Linked DNA regions of Mus musculus: all the other regions are linked to region 1. Evidence: chromatin contacts called from public Hi-C, HiChIP or PLAC-seq, Micro-C and promoter capture Hi-C data. All regions are on one chromosome and are shown on one strand. The core of a region is the stretch at or near the end of the contact, and the rest is flanking DNA. Distances in the headings are between cores, read along the strand shown. Region 1 holds the start of Sorcs2 (sortilin-related VPS10 domain containing receptor 2). Region 2 overlaps Sorcs2 (sortilin-related VPS10 domain containing receptor 2). Region 3 overlaps Sorcs2 (sortilin-related VPS10 domain containing receptor 2). Region 4 holds the start of Bloc1s4 (biogenesis of lysosomal organelles complex-1, subunit 4, cappuccino). Region 5 overlaps Sorcs2 (sortilin-related VPS10 domain containing receptor 2). Region 6 overlaps Sorcs2 (sortilin-related VPS10 domain containing receptor 2). Region 7 overlaps Sorcs2 (sortilin-related VPS10 domain containing receptor 2).

Evidence for each region. Promoter capture Hi-C pulls out the DNA fragments that hold promoters and counts their contacts. HiChIP or PLAC-seq counts read pairs in DNA pulled down with a chosen protein or histone mark. A called contact is a pair of places that touch in the nucleus more often than the background predicts.
Region 2: a contact with region 1 is called in a promoter capture Hi-C map of hippocampal neurons, with 28 times the contacts expected there. The contact joins the enhancer-like site here to the promoter of Sorcs2 in region 1. A contact is called at or near these places in 24 of 39 promoter capture datasets (the 3T3-L1 cell line, 3T3-L1-derived adipocytes, the C10 cell line and 16 more), 10 of 15 datasets of contacts at CTCF or cohesin (the NIH/3T3 cell line, embryonic stem cells, hippocampal excitatory neurons and 4 more), 221 of 484 Hi-C or Micro-C datasets (the 63-12 cell line, the AML12 cell line, B cells and 111 more), 33 of 115 datasets of contacts at active chromatin or transcription factors (PVALB interneurons, SST interneurons, Th17 cells and 21 more) and 5 of 9 other capture datasets (adipose tissue, embryonic stem cells, embryonic tail and 2 more).
Region 3: a contact with region 1 is called in a Hi-C map of embryonic fibroblasts, with 30 times the contacts expected there. The contact joins the enhancer-like site here to the promoter of Sorcs2 in region 1. A contact is called at or near these places in 24 of 39 promoter capture datasets (the 3T3-L1 cell line, 3T3-L1-derived adipocytes, the C10 cell line and 14 more), 11 of 15 datasets of contacts at CTCF or cohesin (the NIH/3T3 cell line, embryonic stem cells, hippocampal excitatory neurons and 4 more), 216 of 484 Hi-C or Micro-C datasets (the 63-12 cell line, the AML12 cell line, B cells and 109 more), 33 of 115 datasets of contacts at active chromatin or transcription factors (PVALB interneurons, SST interneurons, Th17 cells and 21 more) and 5 of 9 other capture datasets (adipose tissue, embryonic stem cells, embryonic tail and 2 more).
Region 4: a promoter capture Hi-C map of pre-B cells shows a contact between it and region 1, with 5 times the contacts expected there. The contact joins the promoter of Bloc1s4 here to the promoter of Sorcs2 in region 1. A contact is called at or near these places in 5 of 39 promoter capture datasets (the C10 cell line, embryonic stem cells, hippocampal neurons and 2 more), 1 of 15 datasets of contacts at CTCF or cohesin (embryonic stem cells), 6 of 484 Hi-C or Micro-C datasets (cortical neurons, embryonic fibroblasts, embryonic stem cells and 1 more) and 5 of 115 datasets of contacts at active chromatin or transcription factors (the 230-238 cell line, embryonic stem cells, large pre-B cells and 2 more).
Region 5: a Micro-C map of muscle stem cells shows a contact between it and region 1, with 7 times the contacts expected there. The contact joins the enhancer-like site here to the promoter of Sorcs2 in region 1. A contact is called at or near these places in 18 of 39 promoter capture datasets (the 3T3-L1 cell line, 3T3-L1-derived adipocytes, the C10 cell line and 9 more), 2 of 15 datasets of contacts at CTCF or cohesin (the NIH/3T3 cell line and large pre-B cells), 4 of 484 Hi-C or Micro-C datasets (the 3T3-L1 cell line, 3T3-L1-derived adipocytes, embryonic fibroblasts and 1 more) and 9 of 115 datasets of contacts at active chromatin or transcription factors (VIP interneurons, embryonic basal ganglia, embryonic forebrain and 6 more).
Region 6: a contact with region 1 is called in a CTCF HiChIP or PLAC-seq map of pro-B cells, with 5 times the contacts expected there. The contact joins the enhancer-like site here to the promoter of Sorcs2 in region 1. A contact is called at or near these places in 9 of 39 promoter capture datasets (3T3-L1-derived adipocytes, the C10 cell line, cranial neural crest and 5 more), 2 of 15 datasets of contacts at CTCF or cohesin (large pre-B cells and pro-B cells), 2 of 484 Hi-C or Micro-C datasets (CD4 T cells and the HL-1 cell line), 16 of 115 datasets of contacts at active chromatin or transcription factors (craniofacial prominence, double positive thymocytes, embryonic fibroblasts and 11 more) and 2 of 9 other capture datasets (adipose tissue and embryonic stem cells).
Region 7: a contact with region 1 is called in a promoter capture Hi-C map of hippocampal neurons, with 10 times the contacts expected there. The contact joins the enhancer-like site here to the promoter of Sorcs2 in region 1. A contact is called at or near these places in 17 of 39 promoter capture datasets (the 3T3-L1 cell line, the C10 cell line, the SN4741 cell line and 8 more), 6 of 15 datasets of contacts at CTCF or cohesin (the NIH/3T3 cell line, embryonic stem cells, large pre-B cells and 2 more), 94 of 484 Hi-C or Micro-C datasets (the 3T3-L1 cell line, the AML12 cell line, B cells and 48 more), 24 of 115 datasets of contacts at active chromatin or transcription factors (Th17 cells, VIP interneurons, astrocytes and 15 more) and 3 of 9 other capture datasets (adipose tissue, liver and pancreatic islet).

Annotation. Positions count from the first base shown.
Region 1 is chr5:36,396,198-36,399,608 of GRCm38.p6, forward strand. Sorcs2 (sortilin-related VPS10 domain containing receptor 2) reads right to left here and starts at 1,942. Exons shown (of 27, transcript NM_030889.2): 1 at 1,369-1,942. The coding sequence starts at 1,848.
Region 2 is chr5:36,022,703-36,026,113 of GRCm38.p6, forward strand. Sorcs2 (sortilin-related VPS10 domain containing receptor 2) reads right to left here. Exons shown (of 27, transcript NM_030889.2): 23 at 3,118-3,243; 24 at 1,865-1,964; 25 at 1,290-1,392. Among named protein-coding and RNA genes, the nearest start is that of Gm52811, 61 kb to the right of the region's middle. Within about 2 kb of position 1,624, at least 9 of the 459 cell types and tissues checked have an H3K27ac peak or open chromatin away from gene starts, as enhancers often do. A contact at or near this core is called in the CH12 cell line, Th17 cells, VIP interneurons and 2 more, where this site is marked.
Region 3 is chr5:36,039,563-36,042,973 of GRCm38.p6, forward strand. It overlaps Sorcs2 (sortilin-related VPS10 domain containing receptor 2), which reads right to left. Exons shown (of 27, transcript NM_030889.2): 14 at 2,530-2,637. Among named protein-coding and RNA genes, the nearest start is that of Gm52811, 44 kb to the right of the region's middle. Within about 2 kb of position 1,574, at least 59 of the 459 cell types and tissues checked have an H3K27ac peak or open chromatin away from gene starts, as enhancers often do. A contact at or near this core is called in the C2C12 cell line, CD8 T cells, the HL-1 cell line and 17 more, where this site is marked.
Region 4 is chr5:36,747,021-36,750,431 of GRCm38.p6, forward strand. Bloc1s4 (biogenesis of lysosomal organelles complex-1, subunit 4, cappuccino) reads right to left here and starts at 1,659. Exons shown (of 1, transcript NM_133724.3): 1 at 354-1,659. The coding sequence starts at 1,625. The coding sequence ends at 978.
Region 5 is chr5:36,068,201-36,071,611 of GRCm38.p6, forward strand. Sorcs2 (sortilin-related VPS10 domain containing receptor 2) reads right to left here. Exons shown (of 27, transcript NM_030889.2): 5 at 3,126-3,199. Among named protein-coding and RNA genes, the nearest start is that of Gm52811, 15 kb to the right of the region's middle. Within about 2 kb of position 1,586, at least 62 of the 459 cell types and tissues checked have an H3K27ac peak or open chromatin away from gene starts, as enhancers often do. A contact at or near this core is called in VIP interneurons, embryonic fibroblasts and muscle stem cells, where this site is marked.
Region 6 is chr5:36,098,279-36,101,689 of GRCm38.p6, forward strand. The region is part of intron 3 of Sorcs2 (sortilin-related VPS10 domain containing receptor 2); the gene reads right to left. Among named protein-coding and RNA genes, the nearest start is that of Gm52811, 15 kb to the left of the region's middle. Within about 2 kb of position 1,548, at least 15 of the 459 cell types and tissues checked have an H3K27ac peak or open chromatin away from gene starts, as enhancers often do. A contact at or near this core is called in pro-B cells, where this site is marked.
Region 7 is chr5:36,128,532-36,131,942 of GRCm38.p6, forward strand. The region is part of intron 3 of Sorcs2 (sortilin-related VPS10 domain containing receptor 2); the gene reads right to left. Among named protein-coding and RNA genes, the nearest start is that of Gm52810, 16 kb to the right of the region's middle. Within about 2 kb of position 1,705, at least 37 of the 459 cell types and tissues checked have an H3K27ac peak or open chromatin away from gene starts, as enhancers often do. A contact at or near this core is called in VIP interneurons, cerebellum, cortical glia and 8 more, where this site is marked.

The sequences.
Region 1 (3,411 bases), core at 692-3,191:
TGTTCAGCACCCTGACTGCCCCCTGCTGGCCAGATGCATCCACAGCACCAGCTCTGCCCTCTGAGGGCTGCTAGTCTTCCTGGAGATGCCATTAGCTTAGGGACCAGTGAAGACACCTGCACCCTGGACAAAGCCAGCCAGTAGGGAAGGGGCTGGCAGGACTGGAGTTTAGGCCAGCCAAGGCTACATGGTGGTCCCTTCCCTAGTACAAATGGAAGCCTCCAAGCAGTCACCGAGAGTGCGAGGAGAGGAGACGGGGAGGGGGGGGGGTGTTTTAAAAGTGTCTGCAGCTTCATTATGTCCACCTGATAACCCAAAGAGAAGACCCGCTCACTCCACTTCCCAGTGCATGCAGGGACTCTGGCCCTATGCAGTCTCCTAAAAAACTTGGAAGACAAGGAAAAGAGGTGGAGTCACCTCCTGAGGGGTGGGGTGGGGGAGGAGTGGAGAGTCTGTGTGGACTGTGGTACAGGCAGTGAGGAGGGATTCCTGGCTCTCTCTCTTCATGAAAACACACTTCCCTGGAGAGCAAAGGCTTGCAAACCTGGAGTGCACACACCTGAGATTCCCCAGAGGGGACAGAGTGACTCTGACCTTTAACAAGGAAAAACAAACCCCTTGAGGTGCACTACCAAAAAAAGGAACGGGGAGTGGCTGGATCCTAAATCTGGAAGAGCAGGAGCGGGATGGACGCTGGAGCTCTCCGGGCAGAGGGAGAGGCATGGGAGAAAGGGAGGGAGGGAGTTGGCGCACTGCTCTAAAGACCACAGAACGTTAAATACTATTAAACACCCCATGGTCCACTCGGACCAAAGACAGCTGTGGGGCACACTAGGAGGAGCAATCCTAGAATTAAGAACCTTCGAACAGGACATGGAACTGTCAGGGATATCATGGACCCTGAGGTCAGCATAAATGAAGTAGTAAGGACGCCAGAGGTGGCAATTCCAGAGGTGTTCTCTGGAGCTGCTGAGTGCAGTGCAGTGTGTGGGCGACCCACCCACTGTCCACGCGGCGCAGAGCTGGGTAGCCCTCAAGGACCTGGAGTTGTCCCATGCTGCCCAGATCCTGACGACTCTAGGGACCTTCCCTGTAGCCCAGATCTAGAGGCTAGGGGTGTTTCTGGTCTCCAGATCTTCGGAAAAACCTTCTGAGCGAGACAGAATCTCACAAATTCGAGGACCCTTCCAAAAGTAACCCATAACCAGAAGCCAGTAGGGGCGCCGCCGAGGTGACCCGCGTCCCCCAAGTAGCCAAGAATGCCCAGCAGAGTGACCGCGGGTGGTCCGGAAGTAGGGGGCTGTGGTGGTCTCCCTGGGTATCCCGAGGTGTCCGGGCAGGGCCGGGGTGAGTGCGGAGGTCACTTACGCTGCTGTTCTCTCCTGTCCAGTGTACCATCGCCTGGTTGTGCGTCGCGTCTCCCTTGAGCACGAACGACGTGCTGATGAGCGAGACCTGTGCGCGCGAAGCCGAAGCCGCACCGGCCACCGGCACCGCCCGAGCCCTGCGCCCCTTGCCCGGAGCTGGGGCGCCATCGGTGCTGGGACCCGAAGCAGAACCCGGACCGAGACCCGGGACGCTGGGTTCTGATTCTCGTGCCTGTGGATCTTTGCGATCGCCGGACTCCGTGCGTCCCGCGGGCAGCAGCCTAGTGATCTGCACACCGGGACCCTGGCGCCCGGGCTGGGGGGAGCGCCCCATCGCTCCGCAGGCAGCCACCAGCACCAGCAGCAGCAGCAGCAGCGGCCACGAACGTGGCCAGCACGGCGGCAGCAGAGCCTGAAAGCTCCGGTCCGGCGCAGTAGGGCCAGGACGCTTCGGGGCGCTCGGGGGTCCCCGGTGCGCCATGGTCGCTGGTAGGTAACGGCGGGGCGGTGCGGACGACACCGCGGCCGGGAGAGCGGGAGGGCGCTGGGAGCTTGAGCAAGAGCGCAGAGAAAGGAGCCGGGAGGGAGGGAGCGCGGGAGGAGGGGACTCAACGCCGCCACGCAGCCAAGGGAGCACCGCCACCTGCCGGCCGCGCGCAAGCCACCGCAGCTCTGGGCTGGGCCAGGCCGGGCCAGGATGTCCTGAGTGCAGTCACACCTCCAAGACCCCTTCCTTCTTTCCTTCCTTCCTTCCTTCCTTCCTTCCTTCCTTCCTTCCTTCCTTCCTTCCTTCCTTCCTTCCTTCCTTCCTTCCTTCCCAGTGACTCCTAACTTTATCCTCGCTCCTCTTCTCCCACCCACTTTTCATCCTCCCTGACTTTCTCGAGGCGTCTACACTTGACCAGCCGGAGTTCCAGGCACTTGGGGCACAACAGGGTGCAACAAAGGGAAACAGGCCACACCCAAGTAGCCCGCTTAGAGGCCAAACAACTCCAGAGTAGCCGTTCTGCGGAGGTGGGGAGGGCGCCTCCTCCGGGCGCTGCTGGAGAGAGTCAAGGGGACGCCTGCGAATCATGAAAACCTGAAAGATGTTCCAGGCAGCTGAGGATAGTGCAGGAACCTTGGGGTGTCGCCCAAAACCAATTTAGTCCCTCAGACTCTGGCTTTATCTCCCACCTCCAGGGGGAGCCCCTGAACATATTACACCTGAGTAGCGGTAGCAAGGAGAGAAGAACAGAGAGGCAAGGTCCCAGCCAGAAGGTGTAGGCCAGCACAGAACATGAGGAAACTAGCCCCAGAGCTCACCAAGTCTTTAATTCAATGTCAATAAAAGCAGCCATTATTACCAGCCCCTCTGCCATCCAGAACACAAAGCAGGTGCCTGCCCAAATAAGGCCAAGAGTGCAGTTGAGCTTTGTCCCCTCGGCATCCTCTCAGGAGCAGGGTCTAGGAGACAGGGAGACTTGGAGACCAACACTGAAAGGCCCCGCTGCCTGCTGGGTCTCTTCACTCCAGGGAACAGAGTAGAGCAAAGAACAAAGTATCCAGCAACAACAGCTGAACTTGCTCCCAAGGTTGAACTCCAGTGCCCCCTCCAGGAATTTCTGTTCAGCACAAGTCATTTTGCCAGGGCTCCGCTGTGCCAAGCACTGAGCAGGACTAGAGCGCCTGCCCCTGCCCCGTGTCCAAGAAGGCCTCCTCCTGTGGAATGTGCCCAGGCTGCACCCTGATGTAAACTTCCAACCCAAAAAATTCAGGAGCTGAAGTCCAAAGCCAGGCAAGGGCGCACAGCTGTGGCGACATTTGGTCTAGCAAAGAAAGGGCAGCGAAGCCTGTCAGTGTGGGGCTGAAGGGGGTGGGGAAGGAGAGGAACCGAGAAGATAATGTGACCAACTCCCATGTGCCTTTTCCAGATCTGGGGAGTGGGGGTGGGGTGAAGGGGCTTCCAAGTCATAAGTGTATACTGTTACAGCTGTGGTCTCCTCCAGTTTGGGGTAAGCTTGGCTTTGCTGTACTTTGATTTAAAAAATAAAATAAAATTTAA
Region 2 (3,411 bases), core at 374-2,873, 370 kb before region 1:
GGGAAGGTTGTAGCACTACTACTGGGGAATCTGAAGAGTGGGGCTGACACATCACCCACAGGGACCAGCTCCATCTACCCCAGGCAAGCATGCTGCTGCCCTCTAAGTGACCACCCACAGTTCTGCAGGCCCTGCACAGGATGGGACCAAGTCCACAGGCGCACCCGCACTCACCTTGACATCCGCCCACACGGAAATCTGGAAGCCTCCCTCTGCTTGGTCATGGGGATCACACCCAGACCCAGGGCTTTGTCCTCCACTTGCCCCTCTACCCAGGGCTCATATGCCACCATCCTGAAGCCATGCAAGGCAGGAATACTGCCCAGCTGGCTTCCCCTGACCCCCACCGCAGTCTCCTCCTTTGCATGCCCTCTTGTTGACAATGACACTATGGCTCAGAGGGGGAAAGCCTTTATCTGAGGCAAGCCTCTGGCAGGTCAGCATCTGGACAGATCTCAGGTCTACTCAGTGCCAGCCACCTGAAGGGCTGCCTGCCCCTTAGCTAGGTCCTGGCCCTGCAGGATGAAGGATGCTGGGTACGTGGGGGCAGAGGTGTCTGAGGTCTTGTCACATTGCTCTACAGCAGAGTGTTCCAAGAGTGTTGTCTGCTGGAGGGTGAAAAATAATAGGCACAGGGCCTTGAATCAGGTGGGTTTCACAGGGAGGTGTGGGATGTGGGCTGACTTCCTCTCAGCAGCACCACCATGCTTATCAGCAACAGCCTTGCACTTGTGTCTGTAGAATGGACCTGTACCTTCCCATGGCTATTACTCCAGGCTGCCTCCCTGGAGACCACACAGAGGACTGTCAGTTCTCAGCCCCACTCTGCACACAGACATGGCAGATGAGGGACATAGCTGGCCTCCATTATCCCTGGAGCTATCCCATGTTCACTGTGAGACAGGTCACAGAGGAAAGAGGACACTGAAGCCCTGTATAGGAGACACAGGGTCTCCCAGCACCCCTTAGAGTCAGTCTCTGGTACCCTCAGGTAACTGAAGCCCCTGTGGCAGCCATAGCCAAGATGTGGGAAGCCAGGAGGCCCTACTGGCCTTGGACTTGAACTGTGCCTCCTTGGACCTGGCATCCTTATCTGGAGGGCACAGTATCCCCTCCACGGAGGGTGATTGAAGAAGATGCCCTGGGCCTGTGCAGGGGACCAGGCTGAGCAGAAGGGAGCCTGAGAGTTTCCTGCTCACAGTACAGGGGAGAACACACACCACCTTCCTCCATGGCCTGTGGAAGCCACCACCTCTGGGGCCATATGTCAAGGCTGCCAGGGGCCTTACCTTTTGAACTTGTAGAGGATGAATGCTCCTACTGCAAAGAGCCCAATGACAAAGAGGACCACCACGGCCCAGTAGCCACCACTGCCACCTGGCCTCTGAGGACCTACAGGAGAGGAACAAGAGGAGCAGCCATGGGCTGGTTGTCCCCAGCCTGGGTCTGATGAGCCTACCTCATGTTGTCCAGCAGGCCTTGCCATGTGGCTGAGTGTATAGCAGGTTATGAAGGATAACAACACGACACGAGGCCTTGGGCCTCCCTTTCTGACAGAGCCCTACTATAACCCACTTTGGCTGGGTTTCCTTCAGAGGGGACAGCCCCTTCCTTCTGCACTGGTTTTGAATGAATCAGCAGGTTCCTGATGGTTGTGGAAGCTGCTTCCACACAGATCAAGCCAGATGGTGAGGCCCAGAGCTGGCTGTGCAGGGGTGGGTGCATCTAGCCAGAGATGTCCCAGCCAGAAGGGTCACTGGCAGCTAGATAAAAGCCCATTCAAATCCTACAGTCACTTTTAGCATCCGCAGGCCTGGGCCCATGCCCACCCTGCTCCAGGGAGGAGCTAAGCCGGGTCTGTCACCTGTGTCTGTGTCCCTCAGCTCCACCAGGATACGAAGCCCTCCTCGAAGGATGAAGCTGATTCTATGAGAGTTCAGCGCCTGCTGCACGGCTGCCAGTCTCTGAAAGCAAAGGAGGCAGGAAAGCTCTGAGGCCTGGACCACTGGAGTCCCTCGGGGCTGGGAAGGGATGCTGGCTGATGCTCAGTGTCCTTATCAGGGAATGGCATGAAAGCCCACCAGCCAGGTTCACTAGGAGCCACTGATGGTGCCGGAAGCCCTGCCATCAGCAAGCTCTCATTCCAGCGCAGAACAGAGAGAAGAGTCTCAGTGTGTCAGCTGGAAGACCTGGAGTGCTCCACAAGTCCCCCACCCTGGTCAGTGAAGCTTCTAGGAAGTGGGAGCTCACAAAGATGAGACAGGGCAGGGCATCCTACCTATGAGGGGAGTTGGGGGTGGGGGTGGCAAGCACAATGCCCTCCTCAAAAGATTCCCCATAACATGGCCAGTAGGTGAGGCTCATGACACACATCAGAGCCCGTCACCATCTGTATCTTACCACCTATCAGTCACTGTCCAGGGCCCATTATGAGGCCCTCTGACACTCATTTCCATGTGGCTATGTCTCTGGGATTCCGACTTTAGCTACATCCACTGGGGCAGAGCCAGAAGCTATGCCAGGCACAGAATTCCAGCATTTGGAGGAGAGAAGGCTTTGCCTCCATCTGGACACTTGTTATGGGCTCACACTGAACATATTCCTACACACTAACACCAGGCAGTCAGCCTAGTGCCTAGCAAGCTACCATTGTCCCACAGGCTACTCAGCACTCAGCATCTGGGGACCTCTCTGACGACAGTTCCCAAGGTGCTCCTGGTCAAGGAGCCTCATGGAGGACGTGCTAGAATTCCTGTGCTGAATTCTGTTTTGCTTGTAGCCTGCAGCCAGAGTCTCCCACAGGGCTCACCCACATGTCCCAGTGCTCCTGGTACTGAAGCTGAGGTCACATGACAGCTCCAGACAATGATGCAAGAGAACAGAGACCATCCACACAATCCCAGTCTAGCCTTCTCCCCCTGGAAGCTGCCTAATCTCACTAACCTTGGATGCTGTTGAGTTTGGAGCTACAGGCAGATGGTGGTACCCCGGGTCAGACAGCATGATAGTAAGAACTAAACCTTTAAGTGATGCCCCACAGAAATGTGGTTGTCAGGAGTGACGTCCCCCCACCCTCCGGGTCCTCAGCCACACAATCCTGCTATGCCATGGTCATACCTTGTCACTTGTGAGGCTCCTCTTCCTTGTGGGCCTTGGCAGAGGCAGAAGCACATACAAGTCGGCTATGGTGGGCAGCCCTGGCTTTACCACAGTCACAAGCAGCTCCTCTGGGATGCTGGTCTCCTGTGGTGACAGGCAGGACACTTGGCTCCTCTTCTGCTCTTTCTCCTTTGCCATAGGCTAAGTTTCTAGCAAGATCTGCTCTCCTTTCATGGCCTAGGTATATCCTGGTCACCTGCCCTGATCCATACCCCTGACCCTCAGCCCATCATGGGTTCAGGCTGTGGCTCT
Region 3 (3,411 bases), core at 324-2,823, 360 kb before region 1:
CTTGGCCTGATGTTATCGTCCTCAGAGTGATTGCTGTTTGTGGCATGCTGATTGTACTAGAGCAGGTTATCCATCCAACCCATGCAATCCCCTTTCTGCCAGGGTAGGCTCCCTGCCTTCTTGGCTGCCACAGACCTTTCCATAGCCTACACACCAGACACTTGCTTTGGGTGAGCAGGAGCCAAGTCTCGTATTATCTGATGTCTCCTTGCCTTTCTGCCAGCCTGCCTCTGCCTACCATGGGATTGGTTCCAGGCAGGGCTGGCACTCCAGAGAGATAAGTCACTGTAAGGCTTGGACAGTGAATGAAAGGGTCCCATGACAGACAGCGCAATGCATCCCACTGAGCAGAGAAAGGGACAGAGGGCGGCCAGCCGCACAGGAAGCACCATGATGCATGGAGGCTAGGCGTGCTCAGCTTGGTCTGAGACCAGCGTTGCACACTGGCTTTGGCTCCTCCCATCCAACTGTCCTGCAGACCATGGGTGGCCTTGTCTCGGAAAACCTGCTGTTCAGATGGGTGTTCCTCTTGTCAGAGCTCATTGTCACCTTGACAGGCAGCTAGAGAGAGGGGTTCCCACATTTCTGTCCATCTCCTTAGGGCTCACCGTATCCTGTGAGGAATGTATGCTGATCGCCCCAGATTTCAGAGGGGAACAAGACTAAGGAAGGGCCCCACCCAGGGTGATACATGGGTTGGCAGCTCACAATTGTGAGGCTTGGCCTTCACCATGGCCAATTAGCCTGAGTGTGATAGCCGAGCATCTCCTGTATGGGAATGTCCCATACTCTACATTCTGAGCTCAAGCAGAGAAGCAAGTTGGTCCAGCTAATCCCATCTCTGTATGCCAGTTCCTGTCTGTAAAGAAACCTTAGTTCCTACTGTGGGCATCTCTTATCTAGTTGAACGGTTCTAGCAGGATAGGCCAAAGGGCCACTGACTACTTGGCAGAGAGCAGGAAATGTGGGCCATGCTGTAGAATGTATTACTGGCTCCGCCCTAGGGATGGCCTGTAGCCCTGCTAGGCTGAAAGCCCTCATAGTACAGCCCAAGGCTGGGACCCTCTGTCCTGTGCTGTGCTGTGGGCAGTGCTGGGAACAATGTCCTGACAAGGTAACTGGGCAGCTTAGATGTGACCTCTGGGTGGATGAAGATAAAGGTTCCATAAGGGTGGGGCTCTGTCCTAAGCTCAGACAGAAAAGTTTTTCATTCTGCCAGCCTGTGTCACGTGAATGATCTCCATGCCCACTGAAATTGGAAGCTGTTTGAAGATGCAGCCTTGTGAAAGGCTTCGTAGGAACCTTGTGGCGCTGTTTAAAAACTTAAAACATGAACGCGCCTGCCTGTGAACTTTGCAGCTTTCTCCAGATGAATGCCGGCTGCAGGGATGAAAGCTGCATTTGGGACCAGACCCGGATCTGAGGACCTTGGCTGCACAAAGCACGAATGTCCCAAAGCAGCCACAAAATGCAGACTACAAGATGAAGTGAGGTGGAGGAGGGGAGGGGATGTGCTCAGGGCAGAGATGGCCCTGTGGTGGGGCCGGGCTGGGGAAAGCGGAGGCTGGGAACCCTGCCAGCTTGCTGGAGCTCTGAGAGCCCTGTGAGGGCTGTCGCCTTTGTTGCTAGCCCTTGCTTTGCAGGTTTAGTCCAGCAAACTGTTCAGCCTCCTTGTAAAGAGGCCAAGGAACCAGGTTGAGTCTGCCCCAGCCCAGACTTCCTCACCTGCTTTTCTTGACAAATACCAAGCACCATAGCCCTGACCTCCCCTGCTGTCCCACACCACAGCCTTCACACAGACAGTTCACACAGACTGGGGAAGCATGAGCCCCCACCCCTATCCCCTGCAGGGTCATTGAAGGCCACAGCATCATGGAGCACCTGACCAAGAACAACCTGCTTGCCTCCCAAGCTGCTAAATAGAGGGTGACTGGGACTATCTCAGCCTTCCATGCCTGGTGCTCAGCTCTTCTGGGATACACATACTACTTGTGTCCTGTAGTAGGACTTGCCCTGGCTTTCTGCTAGCCACCCAGAAAGGAGGATGAGAGGTCATCACCACAGTGGGCTTTCTCACTGCAGCCTGACTGTGGAAGGAACTACATCTGCTTCTGGGGGGGGGGTCATGGACATTCTGTATGGATTCCAGGGGGCTGTGGTCACTCCATGGAGGTACTGGGATGCTCTGTGGGGTTCTGTAGGGGTCACGGATGCTCCATGGGGCTCTCTGGACACTTCATGGGACTCTATGAATGCTCCCTGGGGCCCTGAGTGGGGAGAGGCATGCAGGCTACATCACCTCCCCAGCTTTTTTCCTGGCTGTCACTGGCCAGTGCAGGCAGCAGATGTGCCTGCTAGCCAGGGTGAGAGGAGGAGCCACTGGCCTAGTAGCAGGAAGCAGAGGCCCAGTATGAGGTCACCTCCTGGGAGTGGCTCTGACCCCACCCCCCCACCCAGTGCTGTGGGCAGTGCTGTGGTCTTCCTCACATCAGATGTGCCTGTTTCACCCACGTCCCCTTCCACACTCACGTCATGACCAGCGTCTCATCCCCTGGCTCGCTCAGCAACCCATCCACGAACACTGAGGTGCTGGTGAAGTTGTGTGTGCTCCACGTGTGGCCCTCATCCACGCTGAACCTGTTAAAGGCCACCAGTGTCCACAGAGCGGCATGGTCTTACTCCTTTCTAAGATGTTCTACCTCCCATGCCTGACTCCTATCCACCAGAGACCAGTTCTGGGACAGCTCAACACCTAGGCCACAGCTAGACCACATCCCCCCTCTCTCCGGTAAGACCACCTGCCAGCCACATGGCATCCTTGACTAATCAGCAATGAGAAGGACTGGTACCACATAGGCACTGTGCCCCATGAATAGCAGGGACAGCCGAGCCTTAGAAACATCCAGGAATAGCATGCAAGGCTTGATCACAGCTCAGGGTTCCTCTGTCAGTGACATGTTAATATTACAGAGATATTACCTCCCAGGACACACAGCTATCTTTTCTTTTCTTTTCTTTTCTTTTCTTTTCTTTTCTTTTCTTTTCTTTTCTTTTCTTTTCTCTTCTCTTCTCTTCTCTTCTCTTCTCTTCTCTTCTCTTCTCTTTCTTTCTCTCTCTCTCTCTCTCTCTCTCTCTCTCTCTCTTTCTTTCTTTCTTTCTTTCTTTCTTTCTTTCTTTCTTTCCTTCCCTTCCTTCCTTCCTTTCTTTCTTTCTTTCTTTCTTTCTTTCTTTCTTTCTTTCCTTCCTTCCTTCCTTCCTTTCTTTCTTCCTCTCTCTCTCTCTCTCTCTCTCTCTCTCTCTCTCTCTCTCTCTCTCTCTCTCTTTCTCTCTCTCTTTTCAGACTAAAGTGATACTGGCTGCCTGGATGTTTCCTAGCTCTGCCTCCTAAATATCCATGTTACCCTGTCCTCA
Region 4 (3,411 bases), core at 409-2,908, 350 kb after region 1:
GCCTCCGACTCCTGAGTGCTGGGATTGCAAATGTGTGCTATCACATCTGGTTCCATTACCGACTTTACCCTGACAGACAGCAAGAGACTCAGCTGAGTACTACCTGGGAGAACCAACTTAGGAAATAGTAGTTTGTTGGTAAGGGACCCGTGTGCCCCAAAGTGAAAGAACAAAACCCTTCTGCTCAACGAGACTCGGGGGAAGAACCGCAGAACTGTGAGAAGAGCAGCGAGGTTGGCTCTTCACACAAACCTTCCAAAGAAGGAAGTTGCCTTTTCTTACCCCACTACTAAAAACATGAACGACAGGCTCATTTCCAAACAAACTATGGTAAATAATCTCCAGAAGGAAATCTCTGCCAAAGAAATTTAACATTTTAATTGATGTGCTATAAATAGAACACTGACAACCATACATTAATATTCTTGCTTTGATAAACTAAGCTTCCAGTCAAACTGTCAAATACAACTTCAGGACTCCCTGCAACAAAACGCCCAGTTTGCTATCTTAAGAAACTGTCTTCTTTCCTTTGGCTTACAGTCTACACCATAGAAAATTGAATATAATACAAAACAATTTACTATCTATCCCAGAAGGCTACAGAAAACTGAACCACTGTTAGGATTTAATAATACAGCTTTAATTTCTTGGGCACTTTTGATCATATAAATATATAAATCTTAACAAGGAAACACTGTTCACTGTAATAAAGGCCATAAAAATAACAGCTCTGCCGTATTGCACCGATAAATTAATTCAGTTGGCTTCCCCAGGTCCCCACCAAAGAGCTTTCGAATCCGAACTGGAAGACATAGAGACCTACACTCTTGGCATCGAATACTGACGATGTCAAGTCGTTTGCAGAAAATAAACTTTAACCTTTCACATCCCGGCATCACATACGCCAGTTCACAGGATTTCTTAACACTTGGGACAAGAGTCTCGCTGGAGTCCTCATGCGGTGGAGGCGCACACGCTCAGAGCTGCGGTCTGTCACCGCAGCCAGGGAAGTGGTCCTCGGTCCGAAACAGGACTGGCGGCTCGTACGCCGCGCGCTGGGGCCCGCTGGGCGCCGACCTGAAGAGAGCGGGGACGCTGATGGTATGCAGCAGCCTCCGGAAGGCCCGCGGGAAGGTCCCCAGCTCGGCTTCGGCCTTGGCGACCTGCTCCTCCATCCTGGCCACGCTGCTCCCGATCATCCGCACGAAGGCCTCCAGCTTGTCGATCCGGCCGTAGATGCGCCTCATCTCGGCCGCCTTAGCGTGGATCCGGGGCACGCCCTCGCCCACCACATGCGACGAGTCCCCGCGGATCATGTCCAGCATGCCCACGAACTCGTCCACCTTGGCCAGCAGCTCCTCCAGGCTGGCGTCCAGCGCCTCCACCTCTGGCCTCGGTCCCGCGCTGGGCAGCAGGCTGGAGGCGTAGCCCGAGGCGGCGCGGCGCAGCAGCGGCAGGTCGCGGCCCGGCGCGTCCTCGGGGCCGTCATCGTCCCACGGCCCGGACGCGCTGCTGTGGCTCTGCGAGACGTGGCCGCTGTCCCCGCTCCACGCGGCGCCCAACGGCTCGGCCTCCTCGGTAGAGACCTCTCGAGACAGGGTTCCGACGGCGGGTCCTTCCTCCATGGCCCGCTCGGCCGCTTCCGGTGCTGAGCGATTGCGTTACGGTCTGAGATGCCTGCTTCCGGCGCCTCCTAAAGACGTCACGCCCCTAACAAGTAGCCAAGCCTACTATCCACATGCCCAGAGAGCCCGCAGTGCTTCTGGCTGGCTTGTCGGTGCGTTCGTAGTGTGTGCCAGCAGAGTTTGCACAAGTTAGTAATCCAAAGAGGGTGACAGACGATTAGAGGATAGATAGAAAGATGGGTAGATGGCAGATAGATAATAGATGACAAATAGATTAGACCAGTGGCACAGGCCTTTGGTAGCAACACTCAGGAGTCAGAGGCAGACAAATCTCTTAAATTCAAGGCCAGCCTGGCCAGTTTCACGCCACCAAGGGTCCTGTAGTGAGGCTCTGTCTCAGACAGACAGACAGATCAATAGATAATGGAATGATAGGTAGATTGGTGGTAAATTGACAAATGATAGTGTCAGAGAAATACATTGAAGCAGAGCTGAGGCTGTCCATACCGTCACAGCAGGTTACCTCTGTTGCTCCACCTGCCCTGTAGCCAGCCAAGGCTAAATCTCCGTAGATGGAAGGATATTCCAAAGCCCTGTCTAGGAACTGGGGGACTCCAGGTGTTTGAGCTCAAGAATAATACAAAGAACTTCTCATTTTTATTATTAAAGGAAGCAAAATATGAGGTGACATTTATGATTAGTTTTAGCAAATACAAGTACAGAAAATATACCTGGTGTTATCATCTTTGGTCTTGTGAAAAGAGCCAAGAATATCCCTCCTATTTGTCTTTCCCACAGAGATAACGGGGACATGCCAGGGCATTTCCTGCACGTCCTTGCGTATCCTCTTATCACAGTTTATGTAATTCTTTCTAGAAGGCCACCTTGTGGGAAGAACATCCCACACAATGGCCTATCCGTAGTTCACAGTAAGTTCACAGCTCTCTTAGACTTGTTCCCACATCTATCCACTGTGTAGTACCCACCAGCACCCATGTGAGGCTCCAGCCTGCCTCTTTTCCCTTACCAGCGATAGCAAAATAAACTGTAAGCAAAAGCAAGAACAGTGGAACACAAAAGTCAACCTAACGAGTGGTCATCTCAGCCTCCTCACAAAAGAAGTACTCTCACCCAAGCATGGATTCCATCACAATGCTACCAGAAAAACAAACAAACAAACACAAAAACAAGGTAGGAATAAATTCTTAATATTCATAGAAACATCCAAGGTGGCGTCTCTGAGACCCATGCAGTCTGGCAGGTCCTTGGGAAACTTAGGGCCTTATTCTTCAACATTGTCAAGTGAAGACAGGCATAAAGTAGAGATGCCCTTGTCTTGATGGGATTTGTAGTGGGTATTTTGTCCAAATGGCCTGGACCCCATTGTCAGGAGACGTAAACCAGATCCCCAATAGGGAACAGTTAGGAAAAGTGTTGGCTGTTTACTATTGACATACTCATACACAGGCAGGTACCCACACGCATCCTGCAAAAGACTGGGTGGTTGGAGTTTTGTTAGGTGTTAAACACATCCTCTCTCTGGGTAGAGCTCACATGACCTCTTTTCCCACTGGGAATTAGGAATTAGAGAAGAAAAACAACTTTGAGCAACAAAATAGAGAAAGCTACAAGCTGCTTCAGTTCTCCATCATGTCAGTCCATCTGGGTCAGCTGACTGGAGTCTATCGCTGTGAACCTGAAACACATCGCGGGGAGAACTTGCCACGGAGACAAAGAATATCAGCCTTTCATAGCCCAGGATTAAAAAATAATAATAAAGAAAAAA
Region 5 (3,411 bases), core at 336-2,835, 330 kb before region 1:
CCTCTCCCTGGGCTTCCACTGACCACAGTCTCTCTGGCTCTGGGGCTAATCTTGTTTTGTGAGTCTAGAAGATACAGTCCTCCCCACTAGACCTTCAGGGTCCAAATGGGAGCCTCGATGAAGCTGGATAAATCTGCCTCAAGCTTGGGGGAGCTCGTACTCACTTGTTTATAACATTGTTTATATGATTCACTTCTTCCTAGGGGTCTCACGCCCCAGCTGAGACACAGGCTGGGACTGCTGGCCCAAGTCCCCACAGAGAGACAATCAGAGGTGCTTAGAGATACTCCTATGGTCACACATCCCTGACAGGCTCACTGGAGGTCCAACTAGGGTCTGGATCTGAGTGGCTGCCCTCTCCTTCATCTGGCAGATGACTGGTCAAGTTGCCCACCACAGGATGCAGGGGGGAAAATCCCTTCCAAGTTTATACCAAGCCTGTGTGTTGGCAGAGGCTCTGTGAGAGCAGTTTTCTTCCGTATCATCCTTATAAACCTATACCAGACGCTCCTAAGCCACGGCTAAACCTTACATCTCATAGGCCAAGGGTTATGTGACTTGCCCAAGGACACAGGTGCTGTACAAGATGGTCTGAAGCTCTCACCAGGTCTGTTTGACCCAGAATTCATACTCCTTTCAGAGTTCCCCTCCTGGTGAGGTCTGTGTCCCAGGACCCTATTGAGAAGCCTGTGCTATGCCTCCAGAAGGCAGCCACAGGATATCCTGAGAAGTACTTCAGTATCTCCAGGAGCCAATGGGACCTACTCTGCCAGCACCATATCAAGCTCTGGTGATAGAGATCAGTAAGACATGGGCTGAGAGCTAAGGAGTCAGGAAACTCAGGCTGGGACCTTTTGCAGCTGGTACACCCCATCTTCCAGACTCCCAGATGTGCTCATTTATATAGGAGAGACAGGAAAAGAGCTAAAGAGTGAGGGGAGGGGGTGGGGAAGGGGAGGGAATGGGAAAGGGAAAGGAAAAGAGAAAGAGGAAGAAGAGAAGGAGGGAGGGAGAGAAAGAGAGAGAGAAAGAGAGAGAGAGAGAGAGAGAGAGAGAGAGAGAGAGAGAGAGAGAGAGAGAATACACATGGGCAGGAAGCTTCCTTTTTGGTATAGAGGCCGCAGGAACCCAGGTAATAGCTACACACACTGGTAGGTCCTGGGAGCAGGCATTCCAGGTGCTCTGGAGGCCTTTTAAAGATTCATCCACCTGCTCATTCATTCATTCATTCATCTGCACCTCATTCATTCATTCATTCATTCACACATTCATTTGCTCACTAACAACAAGGCATCAGCCAGGGTCTGCCTTTGTTTTACTCTGAGGCTGCTGACCGCCAAGGGGAGGTGACAATCCAGACAAGCTCCTTGCTGCACACCCCTCAGGATCTCCTTAATGAGCCAGTGTGTTGTGTAGCTTCAACACTGCTAATGAGCCAGGCCTGAGATAGAGCAGAGGTCCTGGTGCTTTGTGCTACAGATCCAAGGACAAAGCTGTCAAAACAGCATTATCTATTGCTCACAACAGGGGCCGTCCCTTGTCTGTCACCACATTCCAGAGAGGATCCAACCAGCTGTGCTGCCAAGCATCCTGTGACTCTCCCACATAACAGGCACAGCCCCAAGCCACCAGAGAAGCTTGTGGGCAGAGCCAGTCTGATTTGTCCAAGATAATAGCAGCTTGAATGTTAATTCGTTCTTCCCCATATCCCAGGGCTGGCTTCTCTCTAGCTAGAGAGAGAGTATCCATGAGCTGGTCTGGGACCCCCTTAGCCTGGCTTGGGACAGGTGACAATGCTACAGTCTCCCTGAGGGCTTCATGTCTGTGGAGCTGGAGAAGTCAGACTTCCTGACCTCAGTCCCCACTTTCTGACCTTAGCCTCAACTTCTAAGGAGTGACTTGAGGGACAGTTTCTGCTTCCCACAGAGGACATCAGGGTTGGGCCTGTGACTGACAGCAGCCATCTGGTTTCAGGATGTGTACTCCAGTGGGTTGCTACAGAGGGAAAATCATCACTTCCTCCCAGGAGCAGAGGGCACAGACGTATAAGGAGCCAGTGTTCAAAGCCAACATGGGAACTGGATCCTTGCAAGCACAGCATGAGTTATAAGGAGGTGGGATGGGAAGCGGGTGTTTGTACCGTGCATCTCACTGGAGACAGGGCAGTGGCTTGGCTGGAAGGCTAGTACAAAGTTTTATGTTCATTTATGCTGAGACAGAAAGGACATGAAAGTACATGTATGTGTGTACATGTGTGTGTACATGTATGTGCATGTGTATTCATGTGTATGTGTGTGCATATGGGTGTATGTGTGTGTATGTGTGCATGTATGTACTTGTGTGCATGTATGTGCATGTGTGTGTATGTGTGTGCATGCAGCAGAAAGCCTGTGAAGGTAGAGCATGTCTGGAAAGGGACTCATGCTCACAGCCAGGTACAATGTGGGCCCTGAGCCAGCTGCCCTGGTTTCCTGTCTCCCTTTTACTGCCTGGGACCTTAGGCAGATGCCTGTCCTCAATGGTCTTATTCAAACAGTTGGCCTGTGCTCCCTGGACCTCAGAGCTGCCTGACTGGGATGGTGGGGCTGGAATGATGCTCAAGTCCCTGAGGGGCTCCCAGAAGGTCATACAAATGGGGAGCCAGCACCCCCTGGCCTTTGTCTGGAACCTGAGGCCCATTCCACCTTCATTTACCCTCTTGCCTGTTTCATTCCTCAGAGGCTGCTGGGTCTTCAGTTCCTAGCAGGACTGAACATTGTCATATTGTGGGCAGGAAAGTAGGCCTAAGCAGGCAGGGCCTGGGCATTCCTGGAACAAGGGAGGCTGCATACAGGTCACCTCTCAGGAGAAGGTGGGAGCTGAGTTGGCAGGGAGTTGGAAGGAGGGCAACCATGAGCATTGAGCTACCCTGAGCTGTACTGTGGCAGGGTCCCTGTGTTTCCAGTAGACAGATAGATACAGAGGACAAGGTGGGGCCTGAACGACACAAAGCCACACAGCCTGGCTATGAGGAAATTAGGCCTGAGGGATGCTGAGCCCTGGATACCTCCAGGAACACACAGAGTGCCCTAGTGATCCCCTGGAGTGAGGAAAGGAATAAAGACTCCTGTGGAAAGGACTCTCACCAGAACACGTGGTCCTTGGTCACCCGTTCCTGCAGAAGTGTCCACTTCTTTCCCAGGTCCGATGACACATACAGCTGCAGGGCAGACAAAAGAGAGACAGAGCTTTGGCAGGGAGGTCCGAGTGACAGTGATCTGCTACAGAGCTCCCCCAAGGGAAGTCACCCTTGTCCTGCAGGCACACTGGAGCTGCAGGCTAACCAACAAGGGCTGAAGCCAAAGAGAGCCAAAGACTTCCACTGCATGGAAGTCTTCTCACCCAGGCAGCCTGGCAAGTGAATTCTTGGGG
Region 6 (3,411 bases), core at 298-2,797, 300 kb before region 1:
CAGTGAGCCTTCAGCTACCAGCAGCCCACCACTTCCTACACTCAGGTGCTTGGACTGCTCCCCGTGAAGTTTAGTTCTACTGTGTGTGGTAGATGGTGCTGCTTCTCGTCTCTCTCCCCTGCAAGCATGTGTGATTGAAGGCTGGGGTCATCTTTATGAACTTCTGGGAACTCAGTGAATGAGGGAAACCCAAGGTCCCTGCCTTGTGCTTTGTGGGGGTCACCACCTGCTACTACTTCTGGATTCTTCACCACTAAGTAAGGAGCTGTCTCCCCCGTGGTTCCAGCTGCCAGGTCTGGTATCATGGCTGCCATCCCCTTGCTTGGCAGTACCTCAGAATCTATCATTCCTGCTTTCTGGGTTCTAAACCCTCTGAGAGGCTGACAGAAGAAACAATCTTCTACCTGTGACAAGGAGCAGTGGACAGCTCTGCTGCTTTGCTATAGTTTTGAGACATCTGTGTACACCCCACCCATGTACATCCACTCGTGTAGATCCCACCCCCAGTGAAAATATATGGGCCAGAGTGAGGAGAGGAGACAGTCTCCTGAGGTGAAGACCATAGCTTTTGAAGAATACAGTCCTGTACCCTCCTCCTTGATGCTTTCATTTAATTGGCCGTATGATGCAATGCACCTTGGGAGGGTATACACAGGGATGGGTGGCATGGTGGGTGTGCATCTAAAAGTCATGTCCCCACAATTTCCCAGGCTAGTTCCCAGTTGCCTTCCCTAAAAGCATCTTGAAAGTCAGTCTCTTGATGCCGGTTGGAGTTTCAAAAATTGCCTCTGACTCCCTGAGCTCTACTTAGCACGTCTATAAATTAGCCTGGGCCGGAGGAGCCGGTCCAGAGCAGGTGTTAGTGAGCTAATCACCACCTCACAGTTACAAAGCAGCAGCCTGCAGGCCACTGTGGTCAAGGACTCACCAGTGCCCAGACAAGAGTCAGGGAAGGGAGGGAAGGACAGTGCCCACTGCGGCAGCACAATGCCAGACTCAAAGACCAGGGCTTGCTTGTGGCACTGGCTCAGAGGGCTGGAGGGGTTTTGTGTCAGACTGAGGGTGGGATGCCGAACTAAGACACATAGACACAGCAGCTCCAAGGAGAAGCCACTGAGCCTGTTCTAAACTCAGCCTCCTCATCTCCCATCGCACATCACCGGGCTGCTTCTGTCCTCTCTCCTAGGAGCCCTCGATCACCCGTGCTGCCACTCTGCCCAACACTGCCAACCTGTTACTTATATGCTAGGCTGCGGGCCAAGGACACAGAGCAGGACATGGTCCCTGTCATTCAGGAAGCTCACCCTGGAAAGTTACAAACACCAGGGATGGCCAGAAGGGAAGAGGTTCCAGAGTTTGGGGCATGGGAAGAGTTGGCGAGAGAATGTCTGAATTGGAAGCACCCAGAGTGCTACCTGGAGGAGGTGACAGCAGAGAGGAAATGCTACCAAGACCTTTCCCAGAGCAGGGAGAGTGTAGCAGGCTGAGGCGCCGGCAGTGTAAAGGGCAGATCTCTGATGGTTCTAGACTTTGCTCCCCACCCCCTTCCTGCTTGTTATTCTCAAGAACACAGACCGTGCTGAGCTAAGGGGAACCAGCTGAATCAGACTGCTCTATTCCAGCTGGCCTGAGGCCAAGTTCATCTCATAGTCCACAGTGGGGAACCCAGGCTTTCTAGGGTACTTGCTGAGACAGGGGCCAGGAGGGACTCTTATCTGTCCTGGGTAGCTTTCTATACGTGGGACCTAGCTGTGATGGAGCCCAGCTTTGGTTGCTTCAGGCTGCCTTTCTAACTGATGATCATCATCATTACCACCACCACCACTACCACCACTGCCATCATCATCATCATCGTCATCACCTGCCTGGAGAGGACTGTGGATGCGGCACATTTGGTAGAATGGTTGTCCAGCTTACACCAAGCCCTGGGTTAGATCCCCAGTGCTGCATAAACCAGATGTGGGGAAGATTGTGCACTCCAATCCCAGTATTGGGGAAGCAGAGACAAGGTGGGTCAGAAAGAGGCTCACAGATATCCTCTGCTACAGAGAAGACTCAAAGCTAGTTTGGGCTACATGAGATCCTGTCTCAAAACAAAGAAACAGAAACTGCTAACAGGACGTGGGTATCAGTGCATTCAAGCCTCATGCGTCCAGGGCCATTTGGGCTGTGAGGCTGGGACGTGGACCCGATTCCCAGGCTTGAAGGCCACATGAGCCAAATACGGTAATTTACAGAAATGCCAATGTGGGGTCCACGGTGGGGTGCTGCCTTTTATTTCCAACAAAGAAAATTAAGATTCCATATCTCTAGCCACAGAATCATAAGAGGAGGGTTGTGCAAATATTCCCAGAGCAGGGAGGCTCAGCAAGAGGGTGGAGCTTCTGGAAAAGGCACCAATATCAAGAGGTCTCACTTGGCACAGGGTGGAGGGGGTGGGAGGACTAAGGAGGATGTGAAAGGGGCAGAGGCAGTGGGCTCTGGGCTGGACGAGGTGTGTGTGTGTGTGTGTGTGTGTGTGTGTGTGTGTGTGTGTGTGTGTGTGTAACAGATCTGGGCCTGAAGCAGGGCTGGCTTCTAGTGCCTGAAGGCACAAGGAGCCTCTACCTCTGTGCCTGCTTCCTGTCCTGTCTCTGCACAGTCACTTCTAAAAGTGGGTGGGGAAGTCCTACTTCAAAGTCCTGCCAAACCAGAGGCTGAGGTTCCCCCCCATGCCTCATCTGTCCCCAGGTTTCGACCATAGCTTCCTGAGGGGGCAGATCTATAATACCTCACAAAGTGAGTGGTATCAGGGAGAGCTAAGGACTCATCTCCCCACCCCCCACCCCCACTAAAAAGGAAGCACACAGCACGAGTCTCCCCAGGACTGACATCACATCTCCATGCCTCAGTTTCCTCACTGGAAGTGCATGTGAGAGCCTTTCCCTAGGGTTAAGGGAGGGAACACTATGGCTTCCTGTTTCTGACAGTCTCAGTGGCTGCTCAGGGCCCATTCACTGGGCTCCCTCCTCTGTGCCTGGAATTCCCAAGAGTGTTGTCTCTTACTGCACACTAGCTCTTGACCCCTCAGATGGGGTCACTCAATGACTATGATTTGAGAAAACAAGAAGCTGAGATCCACTTACACCCTCGCTGCTCATTCCAGCGACGGAAAACAGCTCCCACAAGGACTCCATGGCGAGTCGCGTGCGTCAGGCGAGCTTCCTCGTGGAGTGAGAGGGAGAGGAGGCAGTAGGGTGGGGGCAGATGGGTGATATCAGGGAGGGTAAAGCAGGAGGGCTGGGGTGGGGGGGTGGGATTAAGAACACTGGGGCAAGAGAGCTGGTATAGAAGGCCTTGGCGGGCAGATTAGGGCAGGAGGCTGGGGCAGGTGGGTGCTCTGCCTGCCCCACACTGGCTCCCAGGATTCCA
Region 7 (3,411 bases), core at 455-2,954, 270 kb before region 1:
AGAGCAACTCCACATATGTGTGCACAGACATGTGTGGTGTGAATGTGGCCTGGAGCATGCAGCCCAGGGAATCCTGCAGAGCTGAGCCTTGCAACACTGACTCTCAAGTGAGGCTCCCAGGCTCCCTGGGGAGCTCTGAGGGTGTAGGCTGAGAGTCCCTCCCATATCATTCAGTGTCCCTGAGGCTTTCCCCTTATGGTAGCCGTCTGCAGCTGCTGTCATTGACTCCAGAATCCACTGCCTAGAATGTCACCTCTCCCCACCCCCGCCCCCAGCAACCACCACTCCCATGAATTCCTGAGGATAATACATGCCTGGATGCCAAACTTAAGCACACATGTTTCAGTGGTGTACACTGGGGCACAGGGACTGTGTGCTCGTGACTTGGGTGACACTGGCAAGAAGTACAGACCCTGTGTTGCTCCCTTATTTTGCGGCTACCCCAGCCCAACCAGAAGCACTAGAGGACAGGAGTGTGGGGCTGGCCCCAGATTACAATTTCTTCACAGAGGCGGCTTCACACTATTCTCCTCCCTAAGCTCAGTACATCACATACCAGAAGCCTCCCAGAATGGCAAACAGGCCAGCGAGGCCAGGTCTTGGGGAGTGGATGGGTGGTGAAGTACAGTGAAGGTCCCCTCCCTGATACCTGGTGGCAGAGGGTGGGCTCGGGGGACATTGAGGAGGATTGGCTCTGCAGCAGGGACTCTGATGAGCTCAGCATCTATGCGACAGCGATAGTGGAGGAGACAGAGCTCCTTGGAAAGGAGCTGGAATCTGAGGAGCAATGCCGAGCCGGCAGAAGGGGGACGTTGGAGCAAGATGCAGGGTGAGTGGCTGGGGCCAAGAAGGCACTGAATACAGGTAAGAGGACTCAGGGGGTCAGCTTCTAGACTGATCCCAGCCATTGCTACATTCTCTAGAGCAGTGGTTCTCAACCTGTTGGTTGTGACCTTTCTGGGGGACTCTTTCACAGGGGAGACATATCAGATATTTATATTACAGTCATAACAGTGGTAAAATTACAATGTTGAAGTAGCAACAAAAATAACCATGAAGTTATTATGGTTGGGCATCCCACAACATGAGGAACTGTATTAAAGGGCTGCAGCATTAGGAAGGTTGAGAACCACTGATCTAAGGGTTTCTTTACTCTGGGAAGGCTGAAGGCTGCAGCTCCCAATGCCAAGCTGGTGGTAGTAGCCCCTTCTTGAGCAGCAGATCCTCGGGGTGAGGGGGTGGAAGCATCTGTCATGACATGGATGTGATGAGGTGGCCCCTTCTTGGTGATTCTTGGACACAGTTTCTCTTTCTCCCAAATGCTGTCAGAGATCGAGAAAGCCTGTTGGAGCCAGCTGGCACCCTGGCTCACATCATGTCATCACAACAGGAAAGATGGAGTGAGGACTACATCTTCCCTGTATCCCAGCCCACTCCCTGCTGGGATAGCAGTCATCACACACACACACACACACACACACACACACACACACAGACTGGGTATTTTGACCTGTAACTTTCCTGCAGAAGTTGCAAGGAGACTTTGTTCTTGAATACTCTTTAGAAACCTGAACCGCATCCTAGGACCCTTTGGCTCATCAGCCACAGCTGTTGATGCCAGGGCATCACAGATGCGGGCCTCAACAAGAAACATGAGGTCCATGGGGGATCTGCCAGATGCACCGTCTGTGAGGCAAGCTCTGAGCTACAGTGGCTTCCTGCTTCTGAGACCTACCCCTTCATAGCCCTCTAGCTCATTCTACACAGTCCAGTAATGCTCAAGGCACCTGGAAGGGTTTTGTTTGTTTATTTACTTATTCATTCCTTTGTTTTGTTGTTGCTTTTTGCTTTGGGTGGCTCAGGGGTGTTGAGATGCTAAGAGCATTGTGAGAGCAAGTTGCCCTGACTCTGACGCAGTGTGACACTAAGCATGTCATCTCACATGTGGATCTCGGGTTCTAGCTCTATTTTTTAGTAACAGGGACTGAAGCACTTCAGAGGAATGGCCAATTCTGGACTTGGCAGGCAGTTGACACAGTGAGCCCAGAGCAACGGTGTGGTGCCAGCAAATGCAGAAGTGTGCTCAAAGCCAGAATAAGGCTCATAACGACAGGCATCTGTTCACAGGGACCAAGAGCCAGCTGACAGAGCTCCCCACAGCAAGCGCTAGGGTGATTTAAACAATAAAATAAATAAAGCATTATTGGATTACAGCTGAGGAGGAGATAAATATTCATGAGCCCACCCTCATGTAAACAGCTGATTGAAAGAGTAAATAATGAGGGAGGAGAGATGGGCCTGTCTTTACATCGGCTCTACAGACCCTTCCCCCGCTGCGGGAGCATTACCTACACAGGAACTGTGCAGCTGGACTTCCTAACAGGAAGTGTGGTACCCAAAGGAGTCACATTTATCATGGAGAAACATGGCAGGCACCTGCTCAGGCCAGGGACCAAGGTCAGCATCATCAGAGGAATACCCTGAAGACAATGGCATTTAAGTCATAACAAGTCCTCAGTGAGGGACACTGCAAGACACCCTGGTCCCACACTCGAGGTTATCAAGGGTCAGTCATCAAGAAAGAAAGTCAAAAATCTGGCATGCCCTAGTAAAGCTTTAGAAGACAGAGAGTGGCCACAATGCAGTGCCCACAAATGAAGATAGGCACTCTGGCCAAAGCCAGGGCATCTAACTGAGGCTTCAGTTAATCACAGGAGTCAGGACCAAGTACTTTGAGACACTGGGATAGACACATGACCACTTTCTACACTGCTGTCACTGTTATTCTATAAATATAAAATGGATGTTAAGAGTTAGACCTCTGAAAGAGGCACATGGCAGTCGGGGAAGGAGGCTCAGTGGGGAAAAGCAGTTGCATGAAGACCTAGGTTTGAATCCCTGGTGTCCATATAAAATGTTGGGAGTGGCCACATGCCTGCCATCCCAGCAATAGTTTGGGGTCAGAGAGATAAATGCAATGGGGGCCTGCTGGCCACTACCGTAGGGGGAATGGTAAACGCCAGGTTCAGAGAGAGACCTTCTCTCAAGGAAATTATGGAGGAGGACACCCACCATTCTTCTGGTCCCTACATACCTGAGAGCACACAAGGCCATGCCACAAGCTGACCAGTGAGCTGAGGACCAAAGAGCCTCCTGAGAGTTAGGCTGTGAGTGTCCCTCTCTACTTCCAAGAGACACAATGATATGTGGAAGTACTGAGCTGAGTCACTCCAGCTCTGATCTGTTGGGGGACCACTGCCACGCACTTCCTTTACTTAGCAGGGTGGTGGCAGAGAGGACTGATGTGTGGCTCCCTTTAGAAGCTCAGTTATAGCAGCAAAAACCATCACTGTCCTGGACATATCTCTATTGCCACCAGCTTCATCACAATCCTCCTCATCAGGTCCTTCC